Regions from separate parts of the Mus musculus genome. Here all the other regions are linked to region 1. A link is a contact called in public HiChIP or PLAC-seq data. All regions are on one chromosome and are shown on one strand. The core of a region is the stretch at or near the end of the contact, and the rest is flanking DNA. Distances in the headings are between cores, read along the strand shown.

The links. HiChIP or PLAC-seq counts read pairs in DNA pulled down with a chosen protein or histone mark.
Region 2: a contact with region 1 is called in a FOXA1 HiChIP or PLAC-seq map of pancreatic cancer cells. The contact joins two enhancer-like sites. A contact is called at or near these places in 1 of 15 datasets of contacts at CTCF or cohesin (large pre-B cells), 2 of 484 Hi-C or Micro-C datasets (bone marrow-derived macrophages and olfactory sensory neurons), 3 of 115 datasets of contacts at active chromatin or transcription factors (embryonic stem cells, pancreatic cancer cells and trophoblast stem cells) and 1 of 9 other capture datasets (liver).
Region 3: a contact with region 1 is called in a FOXA1 HiChIP or PLAC-seq map of pancreatic cancer cells. The contact joins two enhancer-like sites. A contact is called at or near these places in 2 of 15 datasets of contacts at CTCF or cohesin (CD8 T cells and large pre-B cells), 2 of 484 Hi-C or Micro-C datasets (bone marrow-derived macrophages and olfactory sensory neurons) and 3 of 115 datasets of contacts at active chromatin or transcription factors (differentiating embryonic stem cells, fibro-adipogenic progenitors and pancreatic cancer cells).

The regions. Positions count from the first base shown.
Region 1 is chr9:13,873,393-13,877,644 of GRCm38.p6, reverse strand. No RefSeq gene overlaps it. Among named protein-coding and RNA genes, the nearest start is that of Fam76b, 48 kb to the right of the region's middle. Within about 2 kb of position 2,209, at least 22 of the 459 cell types and tissues checked have an H3K27ac peak or open chromatin away from gene starts, as enhancers often do. A contact at or near this core is called in fibro-adipogenic progenitors and pancreatic cancer cells, where this site is marked.
Region 2 is chr9:14,232,149-14,236,400 of GRCm38.p6, reverse strand. No RefSeq gene overlaps it. Among named protein-coding and RNA genes, the nearest start is that of Gm34069, 30 kb to the left of the region's middle. Within about 2 kb of position 2,455, at least 60 of the 459 cell types and tissues checked have an H3K27ac peak or open chromatin away from gene starts, as enhancers often do. A contact at or near this core is called in pancreatic cancer cells, where this site is marked.
Region 3 is chr9:14,213,300-14,217,551 of GRCm38.p6, reverse strand. No RefSeq gene overlaps it. Among named protein-coding and RNA genes, the nearest start is that of Gm51286, 35 kb to the right of the region's middle. Within about 2 kb of position 1,876, at least 71 of the 459 cell types and tissues checked have an H3K27ac peak or open chromatin away from gene starts, as enhancers often do. A contact at or near this core is called in fibro-adipogenic progenitors and pancreatic cancer cells, where this site is marked.

The DNA.
Region 1 (4,252 bases), core at 960-3,459:
ATCAGTGAGATAGTGGCTTATGTTCACAAGGCCCAACAAAGAGCTGGAGAAGAGAATGGATCAGAAGGCTCTGTCTCACCTGGCCCCTGTAAACATATCTGGCCTGACCCCGTCTTTGGCATTAGGAAAACATAGATGCCTACTCCTAAGACCTGGCTCTCAGCATTCTTCATTTGCTAAAAGAGTTCACTCAGACACTTCTTCCTGCCCACATCTTCTCTGGCTTTGGGAATTCTGTTCTCCATTTCTATCTCTGAACCCTTTTGCTCTCATGCCCTTGAAGGGTACTGCATACTCTGATCTGTTTTTGTGATTCAGATCCATAACTATGTCTGTGTCCACAAACATTCCAATGTGAGTAAAGATTTTTCTCTCCTTCCCATCCCACCGAGGGAGGATGAGGGTGGTCCACAGTGCGCAAGTGGAATTTGAGCAAATGAAAACGAGAGCATCCATTACCTACATAAAAGTGATGCAGGTGAAGATTGTGTTGGTTCTTGTACGAGTTACTGGAAAACAGATTTTCCACATTTTAACACCATGCATCTACTTACCCACTCGTACAAGCTCATGTTTAATGTTGCTAATTATTTAACACAACTCATAACACACAACCTATAAGTGGCAAAGCATCTTGCAATGAATAACCAAACACAAATGGAAGACAAAACAAAAACAAAAGCAAGCAAACAAAACTCTGAACTTGTCAAAATTTGTCCTTATTGTTTCTTTCAGCACCAGCCTGGGCTGGGAGCGGCTGTCCTCGCCGCTGCTTACGTTTCAGCTCCTTGTTCATGATTTCCCCTCGGGTGTGGACTGACATTGTCTCGAGGTATGGTAAGTAAAAACAAACAAAACAAAAAAGCAAAAAAATAAAAAGATAAAAAAAATAAAACCACTTTATGCTTAAAATACAGTGTTCTCAGTGATATGTATACCTTTATAAGAAACTTGAAGGAAGAGCCAAAGGAATGACTCTCTTGGGGTTAGATTTCAGATATAAAATCTCAAAAATTATCTCTATTCCTGAAATTATGTCAGTTGTGGGGTTTTGTCCCTCTTCCACAAATGCTAAAACCTAGACAGAGCAGACAGAGAGCAACAGGAGTTATTATGTATGAAATACATAGTTTTCTTCTTTCATGTGACCTCTAAGGTTAGAAGCTGGCCTCTCTTCCCAGCTGGCAAGATGGATTTTAGAACAATCAAGCCTAGCTGTGAAAAATCCTCTCTGGGTTAAGACACCACCAGGCAGCAATGTTCCTGTGAAAAGTCACAGATCCCTTCCCTCAGAAAAAGCCTGAAAGGATTGTGCTCGCTGTAAAACCCAAGCTGACCAACGATTCTGGGAGAATATGTTCTAATTCTAAAACTATCAGCACAGAAAAGGCAGACGTGGCCATGTGAGCCGCAGCATGGCACAAAGAGTGCACTGGAGGCTGGTTAGCTCCAGCCTTCTCTGCATTGTTTCCAGAGAGCCAACGGAGCTCACACTCCAGCAGGTGCCCAAAACCACATGCTGCATCTTCGCTATTTTTATTTTGATATCGCAAGACTCATCTTGTTCATGAAAAGACAACCTGTGAAGGAAAACCAGGGTGACCAGAGAAAGAGTACAGAGCATGGAGACGCTTGTCTGAGATTTCAGGGAGTCAAGAGTGATGGACGTTGTGGTAGTTGGTGAGTGAGGCTTCAATACTAGAGACAACTGCAGACAAAGAAGCAGGGGACCCGTGGAAAGGGACAGTGACAGAGGCTGGAAGCACATCCCAGAGCCACTGAGGCAGGAGCATCAGAAGGTGCCAGCAAAATGCTTTCTGATCTATTTGTTATTGGCACTGAAGCTCACAGGCTCTCACAAGGTCTGTCAGAAACATTGATATAATGACAATTAATATCAATGCTGGAAACTGCAGAACCCTCCCACCCCAAAGAGCCAGGCATGAACACAAATTCTGCAAAATACTGTAGGTACTGAGGGTTCTCTGTCTTCCTTCTCCTAGGATTTGCCTACTGGTTTGCTTCAGCTCTGTGCTCCCATAAACTGCTGCCTCATTTAACCACAGTCAAAAATATTGGACAGAGTCAAGGTGAACAGCAAGCAAAAAGCTTGGGAAGCTTCCAGGAAGAAAGCTGAAGGCATTAGTCACCAGGACAGGAAATGAAAGGACTGTTCAATGCGAGGCTTTGGCTTCTTCAGCTCCCCATCACCTCTGCTGTTACTTAGTAACCAGTGCTCAGTGTTCCGTCTTGAGCCTCCCATGAAGGAATGCCAAAGGAACAGAAACCAAACCTATCTGTCTTTTTCATCTTGAATCCACCAAGAAAGTATGACACAGCTTCTATCATCTCCCTTTGAAGGGATTTCAAGATGCAGCTAACTATTACATTGAGTTCCTTACTATGTACAATCAACGTCTGTTCAAAAAAAAAAAAAAAAAAAAAAAAAAGACTGACAGAGCCTGGACAGTGAGAGACCACAAGGTCCACACCGCCCCACCAGCGGAGGGGACTACAATTTTTAGATCCACAAACTTTATCTAAACAACTTGCTTTTCTGGAAGGAAGTTCCTTCTCTGACAGAAGAAGACAAAAATATTCCTCATAAGTACTCAAGGGCAAAGGGTCATTTCTAAACCAGCCATTTCACAGAAGAGAAACAAAGATTCAGAAATCAGGAAAGATTGATCTGAGCATGAAGCTACTTAGTAGCTTCCCTACTCTGGGGTTTTGTACTTGTTGTTAGTTACATTTACACAATGCCACACACCATGTAAGGGCTATGAGCAATTGAACCCAAGTAATTCCTGGTTCCCACTCCCCTTGAGCAAATATGAGGTCACTGTTCATCAGCTGTCCACCATGAGGACAGCCAGGCTGGCAAACATTACCTTCCCGTTATGTATATCCCTTTCCTCAGTCTTCAATTGAGTAAACTAGGACACAAGACAGTCATGCAACTGCCTCAAGTTATATTCTCATTGGAAGGAGAGACTAGACTGGAACTCAGTTGTACCTAAACCTGACACCTTGGCTCTTACCAAGCCTCCATCCAAGGCTCTGTATGCCATCTGGAAACTCTCGACTGACCTCTAAAGGCAGTGGGAGGTACTTTAGTTAAATGTAAAAGGAATTTCTGAAAAGCAGAATTTACTGACTCTGAGGTACTTTTCCAAAGTTGTCCACAAAACTGCACTGCCCTAGGAAGCTTTGAAATGAGAGGATGTGGATGAAGGTGTCCTTTGCAGTAGGTCTACCTAATGCACAGTGAGAGGTGAGAGCAGTGTATCTTGGGTTTCATCCCAAAACATGACTTTAGGGAACAAGAACAGAAACAAGACAAACTTTCACCTCCATTTTCCTTGGCGTTCAAACGAGCAGAAATAGAAAGATTGCAAATGAAAGAGACTATCGATGTCCTAAAAGAAAAATGCATATGAACTTTAAAGAGTTGAAGAGATGGCAGTGACTTTTAGGCTGGTGTTGAAGTTTAGGCAAAGGTGTGTGTTTGTGTACAGCGACTAAGCCTGTGTGCGTGGGAAGCAGCCACTGCAGATGGCTGAAAATGTGGTCATGTTGGAAAACACATATAATGATTGGCACCCTAAAGGAGAAACAGATGTCTCCTCCTAAGAAAGATTTTAGAATAACTTGCCTGCTGACCTCTTTAGACCCCTTAAACTGGATCTCCGCATCAGCCCCACAGGGACACTTGTTGACACTTTAACACACTGCACTGTGTCCCAGGAAGAAAACAGAGCACCAGTCAAAAGGCAGCCAGTGCTCAAGTGTATGTATACAATAGATAAAGATACAAACATCCTACAAAATTTTATGGTTTTCTGCAGATTGTATAACATGGCAAAGGTTCTCGCTAATTTTATGTCAATCAAATGGGATTATCAAAATGCCAGAATTTTAACCCAAGAGCACAAAAAAATGAGTCCTGGTGGACATTGGGCTATCTGGGAACCAGGCTGTGCTCATTCTCTTTGGACAATGTTCCCCAATAGCTTTAGTGTAAAGTCTTATTTAGTGTAAAGTCTTCTTGCTTCTAGCTTCCTCTCTGGGTTCTGAATGCTGTGCACTAGGTTGTGATTGGGGCAGAACCATCTGGAGTTTGAGAAGGCTCATCTAAAAGGCTGTCCAGTCCATGCTTCCCCAGGGGCATGTGGAACTGGATAGCAACAAGTTGACCTCATACAAAATCATAACCTACTTTTAAAAATTATGAGTTTTTTTTTAAGTAATT
Region 2 (4,252 bases), core at 1,206-3,705, 360 kb before region 1:
ATAGACAAAGGGATAGCTGGTGGTGCTTCTGAAAGAACTCATTGAAATTTGTGGCACAAATGTTTTCATCTGAAAATGTGTCAAGTGATGTGTAGAGTTTTAGCCATGAAGACTGAGTTCTGGGAAACTTACAAGTGGAAAACCAGAAAAGGCAACCCATGGGTCAAGTGGCTTGTGTCAGTATGGAGACTCTTGGGTGATACCATGGCTGGTGGATAGAACTTCTCACAGTAAAGCAGACTCTGAGTCTTCCTGGGCTCACTCTTGTAGGCTTGGATAGAGTATTGGCCTTCACCGAGCCATTGTTTCCTCAAATGTTGCAACAGTTCTGACTTCTTAGCACTGTTGTCAGGATCAAATGCAATGATATCTGTTAAAGTAAACACTAGGTGGTAGGACCTTAATTAGGCATGACTTTAACAGAATAACAAAGAGGTACCAGTCTGGAATACATTCTCCTACCACAGAAGGAACAGAAGGAACATTCTACACCTCGGTTTTTAAAATACTTCTAGAATTTATTTGTATAAAACATAGGGTCTTCAAGAACAAAGATTTTGCCTAGTCAATCACCTGTGTTTCCCTGGCACTTGGACACTATGTTTGCTCATGTTGGATAGCTGATAAGTTATTTGACTTATGGATACCTTGCTTGGATCAGCCAATCAGCCCTTAGCTATTCCCAAAACATTTTGTAGGATCTCAAATTATATCAGAGAAGTGACTACCTAGCATGGCATACTGAGCTAGAGGAAGAAATGTGTAGTTTGAAAATGACACTCCAAGTGAACTTTGCATAAGAGAAGTTGAGACTCAGAGGAGGAAGAAGAGAGATAGAGCAGGCAAGAACAAGGTGCAAGAGAGGGCATGTTTGAGCTGAATTCACGAAGACAGAAGAATATTGACAAAATGAGGTAATGTGGGTCAGCAGGGGGAAGGCAAAGAACGGAGTAAACAGAGAGCAAAGGTGTAAAGGCTGGAAATTTAAAACCAGGTACAATTAGGGACAAGGAGCTCAGTTCCACTAACAAATGGAAGACTTGGAAAGTAGGCCCAGGCCTGTGCTATTAGGACACTGCACAAACCCCACAGGCTCAGTAACTAAGGTGTGAGTCACCGCCATGAAGGTCTAGGCATGAGCACTCGAAAGCCATGTGAGAAGATTGCATATTGGCAAGAAAGGAAAGGACTTGAGTCCGGGGACAGGCAGTGACAAATAATGAGGCAGGCAATGCATATCTTGTTGCCTCCAAACCTGTGGAAAAGTCCCTTCAGGGTTTAGGAAACTGGAACTCTGGATTGCTGGGCTGTTGTTGTCTTGGAGATACCCCGGACCTGCATTTGATTCTAAAGACAGTTAGTGTGAGTTCCGTCACGTGACTCAGTTCTGAGGACCAGGTACAGAGCACAGGCACAGCAGGACAGATGAGTGGCACTCACCTTGCTCCCCAGCACCCAACTAACCTTGGTGCGTAGCCAGCGAGCCCCAGAGCCGTGCACCACCAAACAGCATGGGGCTCAGCTGCAGTGGGCTCAGGTACAACAGACAAATGCTGGCTCATCAAGTCTCTTAAGATTTTTATTTGTCATCAACTGCTCTCAGGCTAGTGAAGGACAATGACAAAGGGAAGCGTGTCATGTGTGAGACACTGGGCATTATCTAATTGCATCCAGTTTTCATGACCACAGTGAGGACAGTTCTTGTAGCCCACTATACAAAAGGCTTTGTGGAGCTAATTGCTTAAGAGGTAAAACACAGAAACTGGACTCTAAGCTGACCTATTAGATGAGTTAACCACAGGTCATCACAGTAGGAGAAAGAGTTGTGGTTTTTTTTTTTTTTTTTTTTTTTGGTTTTTCGAGACAGGGTTTCTCTGTATAGCCCTGGCTGTCCTGGAGCTCACTTTGTGGACCAGGCTGGCCTCGAACTCAGAAATCCGCCTGCCTCTGCCTCCCGAGTGCTGGGATTAAAGGCGTGCGCCACCACGCCCAGTTTAGGAAAGAGTTGTTTTTAATTTAAGGATTTTTAATCTCGCAAGTATAAGGAGCTAGAAGAGGTGAAAGTTCCTCAAAAGGGCTGATTTAAAGGGCTGAGAGCGGGACTCAACAGCCCAGCAATCCAGAGTTCCAGTTTCCTAAACCCTGAAGGGACTTTTCCACAGGTGGAGTGGACAAAACACAGAAGTCAAAGGTCAACTAGTGGAGAGGAAATAAGATAACATAACTCCTTCCTCTTTCCCTTCTTAGGTGTCACAGCTTTCCTCTTCCGTATGCAAGTGAAGTGGCAGCTTTAAGGTGGCTTCCGGGTCTCTCTGGTGGAGGGCTGCTTTTCCATCAACTTCATGGCCTCGGCTTCCTGGGCTTCTAACTGCACAGAGAGATGCAGCCAGTCTTCCATAGACATCACCCACCCTGCACAGGCCTCTGTTGTCATTCCAATTAATCATTAAACCTGCAGATTTGCACTTAGCAGGCACAAGACAAATTCCAGATGCGTGAGCTAAGAGCTTAAGTTTCTTTTGCCGCACCCAGCAGGGTGCATTTCATAGAGTCAGCTGCCTACTGCTCAGTCTGCACTCACCTTTGAAACAGAGGAAAGGGAAGGGGAGGTGTCCTGTGGATGTTGAGGCTCCTTAGGCTGGGAGTAGGGTGGGAAACAAAGAGGGCAAACTGAGAGAGCACTTCTAAGACTTGCAGGTTATGAGGCAGTCTGCGGAGCAGAGCTGACTCCAGAAAAACCTAACAATTGAAGAAAGAGATGTCTTCACTCTCTTCTGTGCTGATGTTGAAGCCTAGCGTGCCCTCCAAAGGTGGCAAGGATAGGTCTGTTATGGGAATCCCAGCGTCTCCAGCTTCTTGGGTATATAAATTATCATTTGACCTCAAGGTTGAGTGACCAGATAGAGACAAATGTTTCTGACAAGTGTTTTGTGAGGATGGTGGGGAAAGGGCTCCCGATGCAGACTGTGTGTCAGTGCTTAGATCTGGACAAGAGCTATCAAAGCGTCGTGGAAGCAGATCTCCGAATTTTGGCTTTTTTTTTTAACCACTGAGACACCTCAGTCTGATAAGTAATTAATTACATGCTCAGACATCAATCACGGCAGCTGTCCATTACCACTCTGACTAAAATGCCTTGTAGAAGAGAGATGTATGTCTTTCATGGGCCTACAACCCCACACACTCCAATTCTGTTCTTTTCATGACAAGGTTGAAGCCATATTAGCTTTTAGTTCAAGGAACAAGGTGGTTCCAGGCTCCAAGTTACATGCTTGCACGTGGTTTCTCTACTCCCACATGCTTCTTTTCTCATCTCTTCATCATCAAGACAAGGAGGGGGAGGGGAAGGGGGAGGAAAAATATAACAGAATTGTCTCTCATCTCCCTTTCTCCTCAGAAGTGAATGCAATTTGCTTTGAATGCAGAGACCTTGCTGTTTCTGTGTATCCTTGTGCTGGAACAACATCTGGCACATGGTCACTGTCCAATAAATATTTGTCAAGTGAATGACAGGAGCCATATTGTTTCCAACCTTCCAGTGGCATGGTATGGAAAGTGATCTGTTGGACCAACACTATAAACAGAAAGGGTGGTGTACTGGCTGGTTTTGTGTCAACTTGACACAGCTGGAGTTATCACAGAGAAAGGAGCTTCAGTTGAGAAAATGCCTCCATGAGATCCAACTGTAAGGCATTTCCTCAATTAGTGATCAAGGGGGAAAGGCCCCTTGTGGGTGGGACCATCTCTGGGCTGGTAGTCTTGGGTTCTATAGAGAGCAGGCTGAGCAAGCCAGGGGAAGCAAGTCAGTGAAGAACATCCGTCCATGGCTTCTGCATCAGCTCCTGCTTTCTGACCTGCTTGAGTTCCAGTCCTGACTTCCTTTGGTGATGAACAGCACTATGGAAGTGTAAGCTGAATAAACCCTTTCCTCCCCATCTTGCTTCTTGGTCATGATGTCTGTGCAGGAATAGAAACCCTGACTAAGACAGGTGGCTATTGGCATGCCTCTACAATGGTTGGCAAACAGATGTCTGCCAGTTAACAATTTTACCTACAGAGTGCTGAAGGCACTTGGTGGTATCAGTTTGACAGCTGGACCATTTTCTGAGTCCCCAAAAAACCTTAATAAAAGTGGAAGAGGATATGTATCTATTTGGGAGAATGCAAGGAAAGTGCTTGTGTGTATGCTGTCAGAGGAGTGTGTGTGTGTTGGATGGTGTAGCAGAAATTGAAAGGAGCCATGTGGCATCAT
Region 3 (4,252 bases), core at 627-3,126, 340 kb before region 1:
GAGGGAGTCCCTTCTCTCCTATTCTGTTTGCTCCAGGGGTCAAACACAGGTCACCAAACTTGGCAAACTTTTACCTGCTGAGCTGTCTCTCCAGCCCTATAAGTGCATTTTTAGTATATTTTGTTTTCTAAGGTTTGTTGATATTTGAAGATGATAAGATGAACATTTTGCCCCTTGGAGCATAGTCTATTTTGACAGGTGAGCTGTTTACACTAATAGATCTTCCATGAGGGAGAAAATGCAGGCAAGGACTGGGAGAGCCGCTGCTGAAACCCGGAAGAAAAGGCCAAAGGATCTTCAGCCACTGGGTCACAGAAGCCATCTGAAGGAAGCACCATGGGAGTCAAAGGCTGGCTGGAACCAACATGGAGACAATTAGGCAGTGAATCTCTGGAGCGCAAAGAGCTTACAGCAGAGAAATGGAAGCTGCAACAGAGACCTAACACACCTGCAGTTTTGTTTTGTTTTGTTTTGTTTTTCCAGTGTCTCTGGCTAGGTCTGATGGTTGAGAAGAAATAATGGGTTATAATGATGACTTTGTGGTGGTCAAGAAGGATCTGGAAGCATTCTAACAAAGACCTTTCTTCAGGAAAGACCCAAGTGAACACATCTAAACAGATTTAGTTAAATAAAACAGGGGACTCCAAACACATCCGCTGTGCCTTTATTTATTTATTTATTTATTTATTTATTTATTTATTTATTTTTTTACTGTATTCTGTTTCTTGAATTTAGATGTGGAATTTTCCACTTATGACATCATGCCAGTATATAGAATGTTTCAGCCAGCAGTCTCTTGCATTGGAGATGTTTATGTTTGAGAGGCTCAAGCTGATCTGTCATTTATGGGCATAGAGATTTGTGTGAGGTTCCAAGCACAATGTCTCCTATGTAAAATTTTCAATAATTATGGCCATAATCATTATGGTCTCAGGGCTTGTTGTTAAGAAGAACAATAATCAGCTATCATCTTCTAGGACATAGTTTTGAGGATGACATGAAGCTGACATATCCACTATTAGCATTACCCTATGACTAAGCACTGGTTCGTTTTTTGTTAGAATCGTGTCTCTGTTAGGTTAGGCTTCACTTTTCTCTGCAAAATGGAGCTGGCAAGAATACTTCTCTTTGTAAATGTTGGAGAGAATCAGAGGGTTAGAAGAGAGACTTTGTGTAAAGTACTTTGTGGTGTGCATAATACATGCAAATATCTCAACAAATGCTTGTTAGTATTGTCCTTGTCACTGCCACCACAATTGCCACCGTCATAATCGGCATCGCCACCATGACCACTGAATGTGTCATGTTTGTCTTAGCTGATTCTTCCATATGCATCAATGTGATTCCACAATCATTAGTAAGCATTTCCCATCCATATGCATCAGTGTGGTTGCACAATCATTAGTAAGCATTTCCCAGGGAGGGTAAAGAGAAACAGAGGGGTGTATGTATACAGGATTAAGATAAACGTTTAGTACTATCTCAAGAGTCACAATAGCTGTTTCAGACTCTGAGTTAAGGCAGTGAGAAATCAAAGCAGCTAAATTTCCCTGGATCTCGTCAAGTGTTTACCTCCCCAGCAAGACAAAGCTCTTGGAGAAGAGTCTGTAGAACAAAAGCAGAGACTTGGAGAAGAACTCAGAGAGGTATTGCAGGAAGCAGTAAAGAACCCGCCCTTCCAATCCCAATGGTGCTGAAGCTATAGAAAAGCCAGTGGAAATGAACTGTTGGTGCCACAGGCAGAACAACATATGCTGCTTGCCTTTCCTGGAGAAAGAATAGCAAGAGATTGCTTCCCCAGTGAGCCACAGAGCTCAGCTGGCTCTTCCCTGGTACTCTCTAATGAAATGCAATTCAACAAGCCAGGCCCCAGCATGCTTAACCTTTGGACCACAGATGCCAACGTTTCTCCAGAGAAAGAGCCAGTTGTGCTTGTCCTGGTAGCTGTGATGCAACCACCAAGAGGAAAAAGGCTCACACCCTCTGTGATGTCGAAATGCCTCCAACAAAGGGCTTAAAGGATTTCAGATGCATTTGGAAATTGAATTGTGCTGTCTCTCCTGAGCCAGCATCTCTGAATACCAGAGGGACAGACAATAACAGAATCCAGACCTGACTGCTGATGCAGCCCGGTGATATTTGGGTTGTCTAGTCATGACGAAGCAAAAATGAGTCCCTGTGACACTGTTTGCATGCGGGAAAACACCTCATTCAGCTGTATTTTACCCAGCTCCTTGGCTAGTTCCCAACCTTTTCCACCTCAATTCTCCAAGCAAAACTTAGGGAAACTGACCCTGAACACAGAACATGGGATTTTTAGTAGAGGATTAATGTTCTCACTCCTTTTCTGCTTCTATATATATTTCTTATCCAAGATGCACCGCAGTGAGGACACTCAGGACAGCAATACAGGAGGTCAGCTCCTGCCTGTGTCATTTGAAAGGGGGCAGATCTCAGAGGACCTGTCTGCCTTAGGAGGAAGTGAAAAATGATCTTTTGCTACAAAGACCAGACTCTTTTTTTACCTCTAAAAATAAAAACAGTAACAACAGCCCCCATTTCTTAACAAAGTAATGTCTTCGGCAATGTGCTCTGTAGATTGTAAGATAAGAACCAGAGATCTAATACCTATGTCAGAGACAGAGGTGGTGACTATGTGGCAGGGGCCTGGGATAAAGCAGTAGAGAGACTTTCTGACCATTTGCAAAGGCACAAAAGCTTGTACAAGAAGAGACTGTCCTCTGCTTTCTTTTGCTCTACTCCAAATTTGGTAGTCTGGGGTACTAGACTCGGTACTTTCTGATCACTATGACAAAACACCCAGCACAAGTGATATAGGGAGGGAAGAGGAGTTTATTTTGGCTCTAGTTTGAGGTGACAAAGAAGTTATGGTGGCATTAAGGGGAGGCAGCTGTCCACACTGCATCTAGGGTCAGGAAGCAGAGGGAGATGGATGCTAATACTCATCTGATCTTCATTTTATTCAGTATGGGATCCAAGCCCAGGGAATGGTACCACCCAGGTGGGAATTCCCACCTTAGTTTAACCACATCAGGAAGGTTCTCCAAAAGCATGCCCAGAGCCTTGACTTCTTTTCGATTTTAGATCATGTCAAGCTGATAGTCAATGCTGACTATCACAAGTGGGAAGGGTAAATGCTCTTAAAATGTTTTCAGCTGTGTAATGGGGCAAGAACAACTTTGAACATTGAATTTAGATGTTTTCCTGGTATATTCCTCTCTTGGGTAGTGGCAGTATGCTGCAGCTACCTGATGTCACATCCACTCCCACATACACACTCTGCTCTGGTTAGTTGTGTGTTGGTTGGTTGGTTTCAACTTGACACAAGCTGGAATTATCTGGGGTGAAGACCCTCAACTGAGAAAATGTCTCCATCAGATTGACCTGTAGGCAAGTTGATGGGGCATTTTCTTAATTAATGATTGTTATGGGAAGGCCCTGCCCACTGGGGAGTGATGCCACACCCGTGCAGGTTGTCCTATAAAACAGAAGGCTAAGCAAGCTATGCAGTCCAAAGCAGCAAGCAGCACTCCTCCATGGCCTATGCATCAGTTCTTGACTCCAGGTTCCTATCTGAGTTCTGGAGCTGACTTCCCTTCATTGTGGATTACAACTAAACTCTTTTCTGCCCAAGTTGCTTTTGGTTATAGTGTTTATCACAGCAATGGAAAGCAGACTAAAATCTGTTCCCCACCACGCCCCCCCCCCCCCCAGCACCTCTTGAGCACAGTGTCACTAAACTATACAGAACTGTGCTGTTCTACAGGGTAGGCTCACCAAATGTATTTTCAACTTACTGCTGGCTCTCTGGGCTGTAAACGTGTAGTAAGTCAGGGGTCATCTCAATTGCACAAGAAATACTTTCCATACTAACATTATTGTTTTTGTTACTGTGACTTTATAATGTGAAACACAGTCTCACAGTGACATGACTCATCTACAGGCATAATCAATACTGCATGGCACCCACCACTTCAGTACAATGCTGCACATGGTCAAAACCTCCAAGGAAGGTGCAGGCTGTCTCCAAGCTCCACTGCACAGGGCCCCTCCTCCGCATCCCCAGTGGGAAAGAGAGTTGAGTCATGCCTGTATTATATAAGAAACCACACAGCCAGTTCCTAGGAGACCCCAAGGCCCTAGCAAATTATTAGAAAATGCTAGCAAACTGACCTGCAGGTGAGGGGCTAACTTGATTTATGTCTCCTTATCTTTAATGAGTAAAACGTTA